Regions from separate parts of the Mus musculus genome. Here regions 2 and 3 are each linked to region 1. A link is a contact called in public HiChIP or PLAC-seq data. All regions are on one chromosome and are shown on one strand. Each heading gives the region's core, a stretch centred on a gene start, on an enhancer-like site or on the middle of the called end of the contact. The rest is flanking DNA. Distances are from core to core; before and after follow the strand shown.

What was found. HiChIP or PLAC-seq counts read pairs in DNA pulled down with a chosen protein or histone mark.
Region 2: an H3K27ac HiChIP or PLAC-seq map of embryonic stem cells shows a contact between it and region 1, with 9 read pairs. The contact joins the enhancer-like site here to the promoter of Myo5c in region 1. A contact is called at or near these places in 7 of 39 promoter capture datasets (the C10 cell line, the HPC-7 cell line, embryonic stem cells and 4 more), 2 of 484 Hi-C or Micro-C datasets (bone marrow-derived macrophages and embryonic stem cells), 11 of 115 datasets of contacts at active chromatin or transcription factors (the SCID.adh cell line, bone marrow-derived macrophages, embryonic stem cells and 3 more) and 5 of 9 other capture datasets (adipose tissue, embryonic stem cells, liver and 2 more).
Region 3: a contact with region 1 is called in a FOXA1 HiChIP or PLAC-seq map of pancreatic cancer cells. The contact joins the promoter of Myo5a here to the promoter of Myo5c in region 1. A contact is called at or near these places in 15 of 39 promoter capture datasets (the 3T3-L1 cell line, 3T3-L1-derived adipocytes, the C10 cell line and 10 more), 1 of 15 datasets of contacts at CTCF or cohesin (large pre-B cells), 10 of 484 Hi-C or Micro-C datasets (the AML12 cell line, B cells, bone marrow-derived macrophages and 6 more), 10 of 115 datasets of contacts at active chromatin or transcription factors (the NIH/3T3 cell line, embryonic fibroblasts, embryonic stem cells and 1 more) and 3 of 9 other capture datasets (adipose tissue, liver and macrophages).

Annotation. Positions count from the first base shown.
Region 1 is chr9:75,230,101-75,233,571 of GRCm38.p6, reverse strand. Myo5c (myosin VC) reads right to left here and starts at 1,558. Exons shown (of 41, transcript NM_001081322.1): 1 at 1,397-1,558. The coding sequence starts at 1,423.
Region 2 is chr9:75,017,637-75,021,107 of GRCm38.p6, reverse strand. It overlaps Fam214a (family with sequence similarity 214, member A), which reads right to left. Exons shown (of 13, transcript NM_001113283.1): 10 at 1,953-2,111. Among named protein-coding and RNA genes, the nearest start is that of Arpp19, 18 kb to the left of the region's middle. Within about 2 kb of position 1,722, at least 20 of the 459 cell types and tissues checked have an H3K27ac peak or open chromatin away from gene starts, as enhancers often do. A contact at or near this core is called in adipose tissue, embryonic stem cells and stem cell-derived epiblast-like cells, where this site is marked.
Region 3 is chr9:75,069,480-75,072,950 of GRCm38.p6, reverse strand. It overlaps Myo5a (myosin VA), which reads right to left and starts at 1,745. Exons shown (of 41, transcript NM_010864.2): 1 at 1,292-1,745. The coding sequence starts at 1,318.

The sequences.
Region 1 (3,471 bases), core at 309-2,808:
AAACATTTAGGTCACCTGGTGGTTCACACTGTCTCTAGTAACATCTTCTAGATGAGGGGCTGAGCTCGTGGTAGAATGCTTGCCCAGAAAGCACAAGGCCCTTGGTTCGGTCCCCAGCTTGAGACTGGGATAAAGTGCAGAATTGGTCAGCATCAGAGGGATTTCCTCTTTGTTTGATGTGTGCTTGCAATTTATTCATTAAACAAAGTAGAAGAAAATCTTCCTCCAACCCCGACGGAAAGATAAGCGTGACAAGGATCTTTTACTATACAGAGATGGTGAAAGTGCCTTTTAAATATAAGGCAGAAAGATAGGAGGGGTGGGGTATGTCTGTAATACCATCGCTATCGTGGCTGAGGCAAGATCTCCGTGAGTCTGAAGTCAGCCTGAGCTATGGACGGAGGGCCATTCCAACCAGGGACACAAAGCAAGAACCTCTCTTAAAAACTTGGTGGAGCATGGACCTTTAGTCTCAGCACTCTGGAGGCAGAGGCAGACAAAACTGTGAGTTTGAAGTCAGCCTGATTTCCAGCCAGTAGTGATGTCCAGGCTACCTGGGGTGACACAGTGAGACAGTCTCAACAAACAAAATCCAAAACTAAACAATACCTCCCCCACCCCTTCCCCGGCCAATTAAGTTAAGATGCGCGCGCCTCTCTCTCTCTCTCTCTCTCTCTCTCTCTCTCTCTCTCTCTCTCTCTCTCTCTCTCTCTCTCTCTCTCTGTGTGTGTGTGTGTGTGTAAATGTTCTAACAGAATCCATTCTAGTCCCATCTGTCAGAATTTGAAGGGTCTAAATTCCCCTACAAGAGTGTAGCAGGATCTGTTTTATGGCTCTTTTAAAAAGCGTCATTTTCTCACATTTTTTTCCTGGGTGAGGATGAAGCTCTTCGCTTCTGGAAGTTTTCCAGAATGCATGTGCTCCCGGTCAGGCCTGTCTGAGGTGCTCTCTGAGTTAATGCACCCTTACACTGGTTAAAAAGAGCCCAACAGCACCCGGGGCCTGGGACTCTGGGCTGCTGGTTCCTGTGCTCAGACCGGGCAACTCCAGGTGGATCCCCCGAGTGTCTTCCTTCGCCTGCACAGGGAAGCGCACCAGCATTCTAGAAAACACCGCCAATCTTGCCGGAGTCCTCCAGACTCCGAGGGCCTGGAAGGTTACAACGCTGGTTAACAAAGTTTGTGGTGCCAGATCGAAGCTCCTGCCCACTGCGGGACTCAGATTCCATCAGTGGCGGGACGAAGGGTCTGGGTGATCTAGCTACCCGGCGTGGGGACAGCAGCCCTCCGTTGGGTTTGCCCACCCGCAGGGGGCCCGGGCGGAGCTGGCAGCTGCTCCCGGCCTCCGCTCATCTACCCGTCTGGGCAGGTGCACAGGTGCGTCCCCGCGCCCCTACCTGCGCGTAGAGCTCGGCCACCGCCATGGACCTCCTCTCTGCTGCTGTTGCTGCAGGGGACTGTGCGCGCCCAGGCACTCAGCGCCTGGCCATCTTGTGCAGAAGTTTTCCCGAGTGCCACGGCTCCCTTCCCCCGAGGGCTCTGGCGCCCGGACTGGGGTTGGTGGCGGGGTGAGGGTTAGCAGCGGGATTGGTGCTTGCCGGCAGCCCGCGTTGCCATTGGCCCGGTCCAGGTAACAGGTCAAAGAAACCTCCAGGGGTCCCGCCCAAGTTCCCGCTCCCTTACAGCAGCCAGCAGCAGCAAAGAAAAACCAAAGAATCAGTGAGCTAACAGAACTTCTAAATTGAGGAAGGGGTCGGATAAAAGAAAAAAGTCGTTGTCCTGCGAACATTTTATATGCCATGGAAAGTAAGATACGGATCAAAGAAAATGCACCCAGAGATTACGCTACTAAAAACCTTGTTTGACCTTTATGGCGAGCTTGCTTCTACCTCTCTTACAGGACACACCAGAGGGCTGAATAAGTACGGGCCTTTTGGACGGATGTGAATATTTAACATTCAAAAGGTGTTGATGTCACCAAAATTAATACATAGGTCCATGACACTGGGTTAAAAATCCTGGCAGCATGTTTGCGAACTGACATTATTTTTATATTTTATTTGGGTTAGAAGTACTTGAACAGCTAAGACTATTTTTCACCACAAAGAGAAAAGAGATCCTATCCTGCTGGCCTTCCTTGGGAGCTGCCCATTTTCGTTTTTCTTTTCTTTTTTTAAAAGATTTATTTATTTTACTTATATGAGTACACTATAGCTGTCTCTAGATATTCCAGAAGAGGGTATCAGATCCCATTACAGATGGTTGTGAGCCAGCATGGAGTTGCTGGGAATCGAACTCCGGACCCTTGGAAGAGAGGTCAATGCTCTTAACCACTCACTAAGCCTTCTCTCTAGCCCTGGTCCTTGTTATTTTAAAGCCAGAATCTCTCACTGGGATCTGGGGTTCACTGAGTTAGGCTGACCCAGGAGCCCCAGAACTCCTAGTGTCTCTGTCTCCTCTGGCTTTACAGCGCCCACAACACCGGCTTTTAAAATGTAGATTGGGGGGGGGGGGAGGGGTTTGAAGGCCCGCCCTCAGGCTTGCACTGCAAGTACTTCATAGACTAAGCTACTGCCCCAGCTCTGCCCTGCCACATATTCATGGGAAAAACAAACTACAGTCATTAAAACAGTGGACTAGGCATATGAGAATGGGTGCGAGGGTAATGGAGTCTAATGGAGTCTGTCCATAGAGCCCCACGCTGTGAAACAGAAAAATGGCAAAAGTGACATTGGTGACGTGACAAATGCTGAATAAAAAACAAAATGAGGATTCATGTCAGAAATGATAAATAACCAGGCCAGGTGGGCAGTGAGGGAGGTTCTAGCCCCAGGGGACTGAGGCAGGAGAACCAAGCTTGATGACAGCCCGGCTGGGTTTTGTTCTTATCTGATATGGTGCATCACAATAAGATTTTTTTGAATGGGCTGTTTTATTAATTTGTGAATGGATATATATTTCAGACTGGGGACTCATTAGGTTGTCACTCTGCCCTTAAACTCAAAATTCTCCTGCTTCATCCTTCTAAGCATCTGAGATTATAGGTACATACCACAGAGCCCGACAGGTTTTCTGTTTGTTTGTTTGTTTGTTTGTTTGTTTTTAAAATTTAAGCTTTCTTTGACTTCTGGGTAGGCCCACTTGACTGGGGTGTATGGTCCTCATTATATTTATTATTATTATTACTATTAAATTTATTGATTTGATGTATGATGTCCTGTTAGGGGTTCTGGCTCCTTGGAAAAGGTGTGATAGCTTTGTCTGTGCTGTGTTCTGTTTGACCTTTGAGTGTTAGGAAATGTGTGCTTCTCTCTCTCTCCCTCTCTCTCTTTAAAGTTAGAATGTTTTTTCTTATCTATCATTTTACTTGTGTATGTGTGCTCTATCTGCATATAACACCTGTGTTCCAGAAGAGGTCATCAGATGGTTGTGAGCCACCATACAGTTTCTGGGAATTGAACTCAAGACCTCT
Region 2 (3,471 bases), core at 473-2,972, 210 kb after region 1:
CATCTCCTCTGGCATATTTGTAATAGTAAGGTAAAGATGAACTAAATTTGGCAGAATCCTAACACCAAAAAATCCCCAAATTATTAGATGATAAAGAATGTGAATGTCTGGGTACAGTGACACTCCAGTAATCCCAGCACTTGATATGTACAGGCAGAAAGATTGTGAGTTCAGTCAGACTGGCTGACATGGACCCCATGTCAAAAAATAAAACTAACAACAACGAAAACTAGTATGGAATAGTAGATGGAAAACTAAAACCAGCAGGCCTCGATTTGACTAATTACAAACAGCAGGAAACCACTCCTAGCCAGTCATGAGCCCATAACAGGCCTAGCCTGACCTCACCACCATGACAGCTGTTTTCTCTGAGACACAGTTCCTGTGTAGCTGAGTGCTGTGGTGTGGTTCTTGGAGAACATTCTTACTGCTGACTCCAAAACGAAGAATTAATTTTTCAAGAATTGTTCGATACAAAATCCCAGCACAAAGAATTTTCTGTTCTAAAATGTATTAGGTACCACAAAGGTGCATTACTTCTGATGGTCTATGATGTGCTTGATCTAACAAAACAATCGGTCCCAGCTAACAAAATATGGTCAGTCCTTTGAAATCAGACTAAACCAACAAAATAGAACAAATTTTAGGAAAGATTTGCGGTGTGAGGTTTGGAGTGAGCCACTAGCAAAGAGAACCCATTCCTACTAAATAAACAGACGTAGGGGAAAATATGATAGAGGGAAGATCATTGTAATGGAAAAGGCAGGCAGGCATTGATAGTTGTTTTTGGTTTTTGAGATAAGAATATCCTCTGTAGACAAGGCGCTTCCAGAACTTACTACATAGCCCAGGCTAGCCTCAACGCCACTAAGGCAGGCCTCCTTAGAAGGAGAACCTAACAATTCAGTAGGCTGAGTTATCCCTTTCCAGTATCCTTTCAGAGTTCCCAGGAGAACCTAACAATTTAGTAGGCTGAGTTAACCCTTTCCTTTCAAAGTTCCCATTAGACTATGCTTGTCTACCAAAAGTATGAAACACTACTCAGGCCCTGAACCAAAACTTCACCTTAAAACTGGAGTTAACCTAAACTAGTCCCTTTGACAAACCAGGACACCATTGAGGTGGCCATATTTAACTCCCTAGAAAGTACAGCTCCTCATCCTGTCAGGTATGCAGAAATCCCTTTTCACAGCTTTTATTCTTAACAAAAGACATTGTCACTAATGTTCTTAGAATGCCTGAAGGCAGGAGAAAGGAAGCCATTGGGCAGGTGCTAAGTCAGGGATGCAGGTCTAGGCCTGTGTGCATCTGCTTCTCACAGTGAGGCTGACTGTGACTCTGCACTTTACAGCGTCACTACAGACCGCTCCTTTGCATTTTGAAGGTGTGTTTATACATACTCCAGTGTTCAGAGGCACTTCCGCAGGCTAAGGCTTGTATCACCCAGACTCCCCTGCAGTAGAAAATGGGAACCTCAAACTTACAAGACCTCAAGCTCAAGACTGTCTTCTCACTCTCAGAAGCTCTCCTGCTCTCCACTGAGAGAGACACTGGGGTGGAGGGGCCTCAGGCCGCCCCAAGTCCCCAGATCTTACCAAGTCTGACTGACATAAGAACCACGTGAGGAGGCAGCCATTTGGTATTAAGAGTATACAGTAAGCCCTGGGGAATTTGTGTGAACTTAGCAAGATAGACTGATTATGTCAGTCACTAGTCAGTTACGTAAAAATGGGTAAAATTTCAGCAACCTTTTCAAGTGCAAAGCAGGTCACCGGTATGTAGTCTGAGCCAGCTGAGGAAAAGGTCTTGGAGCAGTATTTTGGCTTACTGGTCTGTATTCAGTTTTTAAAACTTTCTCTTAGGAACAGCCTCATACATTCAAGGGCAAAACGGAAACCGAGATGTGAAATACTAAGCTGGCTGATTCTTGCAGAAAAGACAAAAGTACTTGCCATGTAAGGCGAGGGAGCATTATCATCGGAAACACTGTAGAACGACACTTCCACTGGCAGAGTCAAGTGCGTTGGGCAGAAAGTCCCACTGGCTCCCACCTCGGCCGTAAAGCCATCGACTATGCCGAGGGGGTCTAAACGGTAGTTCAGAACCGATTCCTGGAAGACAAGATGACAACATGCGCTTTGAAAAGGTAGAAAATGTAGCACATTAATTTCACTTCCTACTTAGGGAACTACTTGACTATGTTTTCCAGGTCCTGTGGTAGCACGTGTCTGTAAACCACTGTCTAACAGGGCTGAGGCAGGAGTGTACTGAGTAGCCAGCCACTTGGAAGTCTGAGTGACACAGAAACCATGGCTCAACTTGAGAAATGCTGGTTATTACAGGAGACGTGTTTCTTATCTGACCTGAACTCACCTCTGCCTCCAACCAGCTTCTACTAGATCCTACCCAATGCCTCCTCTCACCCACTCAGATACCACTGGACTCTCTTGGAACATTGCCTTTTTTTTTTTTAAGAAAACTGTCTTTTATTAATAAAACACAACACTGCTCTAGTTTACATTTTAAAATGTAACATAAAAATTATTCAATGTTGCATTTGGCATGACATTGAAAACACAAGTGTCTAAACCTCCCCCTTCCTACTTCTAAGATGGATTCGGTTTTCTTTCTTTCTTTCTTTCTTTCTTTCTTTCTTTCTTTCTTTCTTTCTTTCTTCCTTCCTTCCTTCCTTCCTTCCTTCCTTCCTTCCTTCCTTTCTTCCTTTCTTCCTTTCTTCCTTTCTTTCTTCTTTTAATATTTTTTATTAGGTATTTTCCTCATTTACATTTCCAATGCTATCCCAAAAGTCCCCCATACCCTCCCCCACCCACTCCCCTACCCACCCACTCCCACTTTTTGGCCCTGGCGTTCCCCTGTACTGGGGACATTGCCTTTTGTTAGATCTAATCGCTTGCTATGCTATTTATCTTTGTGAGTGGAAAAGACGCTTTCTGCTGGGCACAGGGACTCGAACCTGCAATCTCATCAGCACTTGGGTATCAGAGGCAAAAGGCCTGCTGTGATTTCAAGGCTAGCCTGGACTATGGTCATTTCCAAGCTGGCCTAGGTTATATAATAGGCCATATTTGAAAAGAAAGAGAGGTGCTAGAAGGTCTCGACAGAGGCCACATATAGAAGTCCTGTTAGAAAGTTAAGCCAAACATTTGTCATCTTGGAAAATGACTACTTCTGTTTTTAAAAGATGGTATTGTATAATATATGGAATTTTACTTAGTTAAAAAAAAAGTGAAGAAACTCTGTCCATCCACATGGTGCTCACTCCTGAGCACCCTGGCTCTAAGTGGTGGCTCTTCAGGTGTTTTCAAGACCCTCAGAAGCTTATGTAGTGTGACCTACGGGGATACCGTGGTGTGGGAGGAGCGGCCCTTCGGACAAGTGATCATTTAAGAAGGAGCAAGATAAGGGGCCTAGCAAACACATAAGTGGATGCTCACAGTCAGCTATTGGATG
Region 3 (3,471 bases), core at 496-2,995, 160 kb after region 1:
AATTGCCATGCTGAAAAAAAAAAATTACTAGGTTTAGAGAAATGTTCTAATTGTACACTTCTTAAATCTAGGGCTAGAAAGAAAGTCCCAGGTTCATGCAAGCTCTTCATTTCATGGCTGGAAGAAAGTAATCATATACCTCATATTTGTTTAAAAAAAAAAAGAGTCACAGAAAGCTTTCACAACTAGTATTAAATGTGATCCTCACAACAGCTTGTAAGGAAGGACAAAAGGACAAATAAAATTCACTCTATTTACAAGTAAGAAACCTGAACCAGAGAGGTTATGTAGTTTGCCAAATGTCACACAGTTGGGTGGAAAGGTACAGATTTCTTTCCTCAAGGCTGCAATTTGGGCTCTGGGCTTATTGATGTCACGTGTGCAAGAGATGATTCCAAACTGCTAAAAGAAGAGTCCAGAAAGCTGGGGCTATCTATATATAGCTCAGTTGTAAAGGGTTTACCTAGTATGCATGAGGCCCTTACATTCAATCTCCGTGCCTGAGAGGGAGACAAAGGCAGAGACAGAGAGAGACGGGAAGAAAGAGATTCTGGTAAAAATGTAAAAACATGAACTTGAAAAGTTAAGGCAATTCTGTTGAGTGGAATTAGAGGTAATTTTAATAATCATTAGCTGGCAAAACATCCATTGAAACCGTAACATAAGATACCATGAATGCATACACCACACACTGCCCAACACAGATTTTCTAAACAGTCTCTCCAAAATACGCCATTCAGAGATTACCAGACCCTGAGAATATGGGCGTCGGTTTAAGATTGAAAAGGCTGCCACTTCCCCTAAATGAAGACCAAAAGGGAAAGGCTCGCCGGAAAGGAGGGTGAGGACACAGAGCTAACGAGGCTCTCGGGGATAACGCGCAGGTTGCAAACTCCCAGGCACCAAGAAGCCTAAGAATAAGCTCGCCATCTCCGGGCTGCATCTTCCCACAGGCTCCGCACCCCAGGGCAAATGGCAAGAACCCGGCAGCTAAAGGTGAAAGCGGACTGGCCATAACTGCAGAATCCGAAATAATCTCCCCGAGAGGCTGCTGCCTGGCGCATACCGGCACAGGACGTTATTTTAAGCACGAGTCCCGGGAGAGCGGCCCGAGCATCTGCCCAAGAGCATCCCATCCGAAATGGGCTCGGGAGGCAGAGCAGGGAGGTACAGCCGGGCAAGGAGGTACAGCCGGGCAGTGGGGTGCAGTCCGGTGGAACCTGCCGGTCCTACAGCCACGGTCCCGGCCGCGCGACCCCTCCCCAGGACAAGGCTCTGCGGCGCGCGTTACCTTGGTGTAGAGCTCGGACGCGGCCATGGCGGGCCCAGCGCCGACGCCCCCCGCCTAGGCGGAGGCCGCAGCTCGCGTGGCGGCCGCCCGCGCGGGTGAAACGGTGGCGGGCGGGGAGCAGGGGAAGGGCCGGGCCGGGCAGGGCGGGCCAAGCTGGCGGGCGGGCCCGGGCGGGCCGGGGCGGGGCGCGTCAGGCGCTAGCGGCGGGCGGGAGCCTGACAGTCATCACCTCCAGGGCTCGGCGGCCGCGTGAGCCCGAGGCGCGTGCTCGGGGGACTCGGGTACCAGCCTCCGCGGCCGTCGCCGCCTCAGTCTCCCCAAGCCGCCTGGTCCACACACACAGCCCTTGCGGTCTCTTCAGTCGCCTCGCGTCCTCAGCGCCCCCTCGCTCCCTCAGTTTCCTCAGCCGCTTCGCCTCCTTAGAGGCCTGGTCTCTGTAGCCTCCTCTGTCTCCTCCGCGGCGCGCGATGCCGCCGCCGCCGCCGCCGCCGCCCTGTGCATTGTGGGAGCGGGAGGAGGCTGCGCTCGAGCGCTGCCACCGCGATCCCTCCCGGCTCTTTCGGGCTCACGCTGCCTCCCATCGGCGGCGGGCACCGAGCATCCTCGGCCCATGCGGCTGGCATCCCAAACCTGCTTTGGCGGAGTGGCCCCCCACAGTGTGCGCGAAGGTGGGGCAGTGAGGGAGCGCGTCCCGCTCGAGGTAGCGACGGTTAGAGTGCCCGCGTAGACCCGGCAGCCTCAAGGCTGCTCCTCCTGGCCCTGCTGTTTGTAGGGAGAGGACTTGAGGTAGGGGAGGGTTCGGGAAAGGCCTTTCTGAGAACCTGCAACTCCAGAAGAGACTTGCTCACGGCAGGGCGGGAAGCTGCACCACCCGGAATTTGAAGGATGCTCAAGGTCACTCTGCATTTGGGTTTGCACCCTTGGTGATGCAAGGACATAGGGTGGCCTCTAACACACAGAAACTCCAATGAACCTGAAAACAAGATGGCACTGGGAAATGGCCCATCTTAGACTTGGGCGTTTACATAGGTTCGCCACCATTCAGAATGAGACCTTTGTTCTGCTGATCGTGACAGCACTACCTGATGCTGATCCTGGAGTCACCTGAAAACGGCAACCTACTGAGAGAAACTCAAGTGTTTGCAGTCTTGACGCAGTCTATTCCGTGCCCTTACACGGACACAGGAATGTGGTCTTTTTCATCCCAACATGTTCTCTCCAGCCACACTTTCGTGCTCACTTGGAATACTCTTTAAAATTTTTAGCCTTTTAAAATGTGTCCATCTTCCTTCTTTAAACCTTAAGTTGTGGCCAGTGCCTATCATGGGAATCCAGTTTTATTGTTTGGCTTGTTGGGTTTTGAGACAGGTCTCACTAAGCAGCCCGGGTTTTCTTCAAACTCGCCATCCTCCTGCCTCTGCCTTGTGAATGGTGAAATTTTAGAGACATGGTTCTGAGACCAGTACAATGGCAGTCAAAGCACAAGCCTGACTCCCTAGTTATGTCTGAACATGAGGTGGGTATTTGAAGGAAGACTGTTCACCACTTTGATGTTTCTGGATTCCATCCTTTCTTTGTCTGCCTGTGAAAGGAGACAAAATGTACTTTGAGCCAGCAGAGCATCCAAAGCAATGAGTTGAGCTCCTGTCTCTTACACTTCCTTCATGCCTGTAGAAGGTGCCTGTTTCCTTACCCTCTAGATATTAGCTACCGGTCAGGACAGTTGAGGAATACTGAGTATGATGGGTTGGTGAGTCGGAGGGGGGGGGGGTAGGAAGAACCAAAACACTCAAAACTCTGAGAGTTCTTATAAAAGTGACTTTTATTTACATGAACAAAAATAAAATTGGAATCATTCTTTCAAAATTTTCAAAGACATACTTTCAACCACCCTGATGTAAGAGAAAGAGAAGATGAGGGGTAGGAGAAAGGGTTTTTTTTCTTTTGGTGGTGGTGGTGGTAAAGTCTCTTTATGTAGCTGACCTAGAACAATTTTACCTCTCTCCCTTGAGTCCCAGGAGTGCTGAAATTGCAGATGCATGCCACCACATACACTTGGGAAATGGGTTTCTGACCACTAACCTCTTGCTTCATTCAGGAAAAGAACAGACTTTAAACAAAACACACCCAACCGGCAATGAGGAGAGGGCCATTCTGATGGTGGACTCTTCTGCCTAATG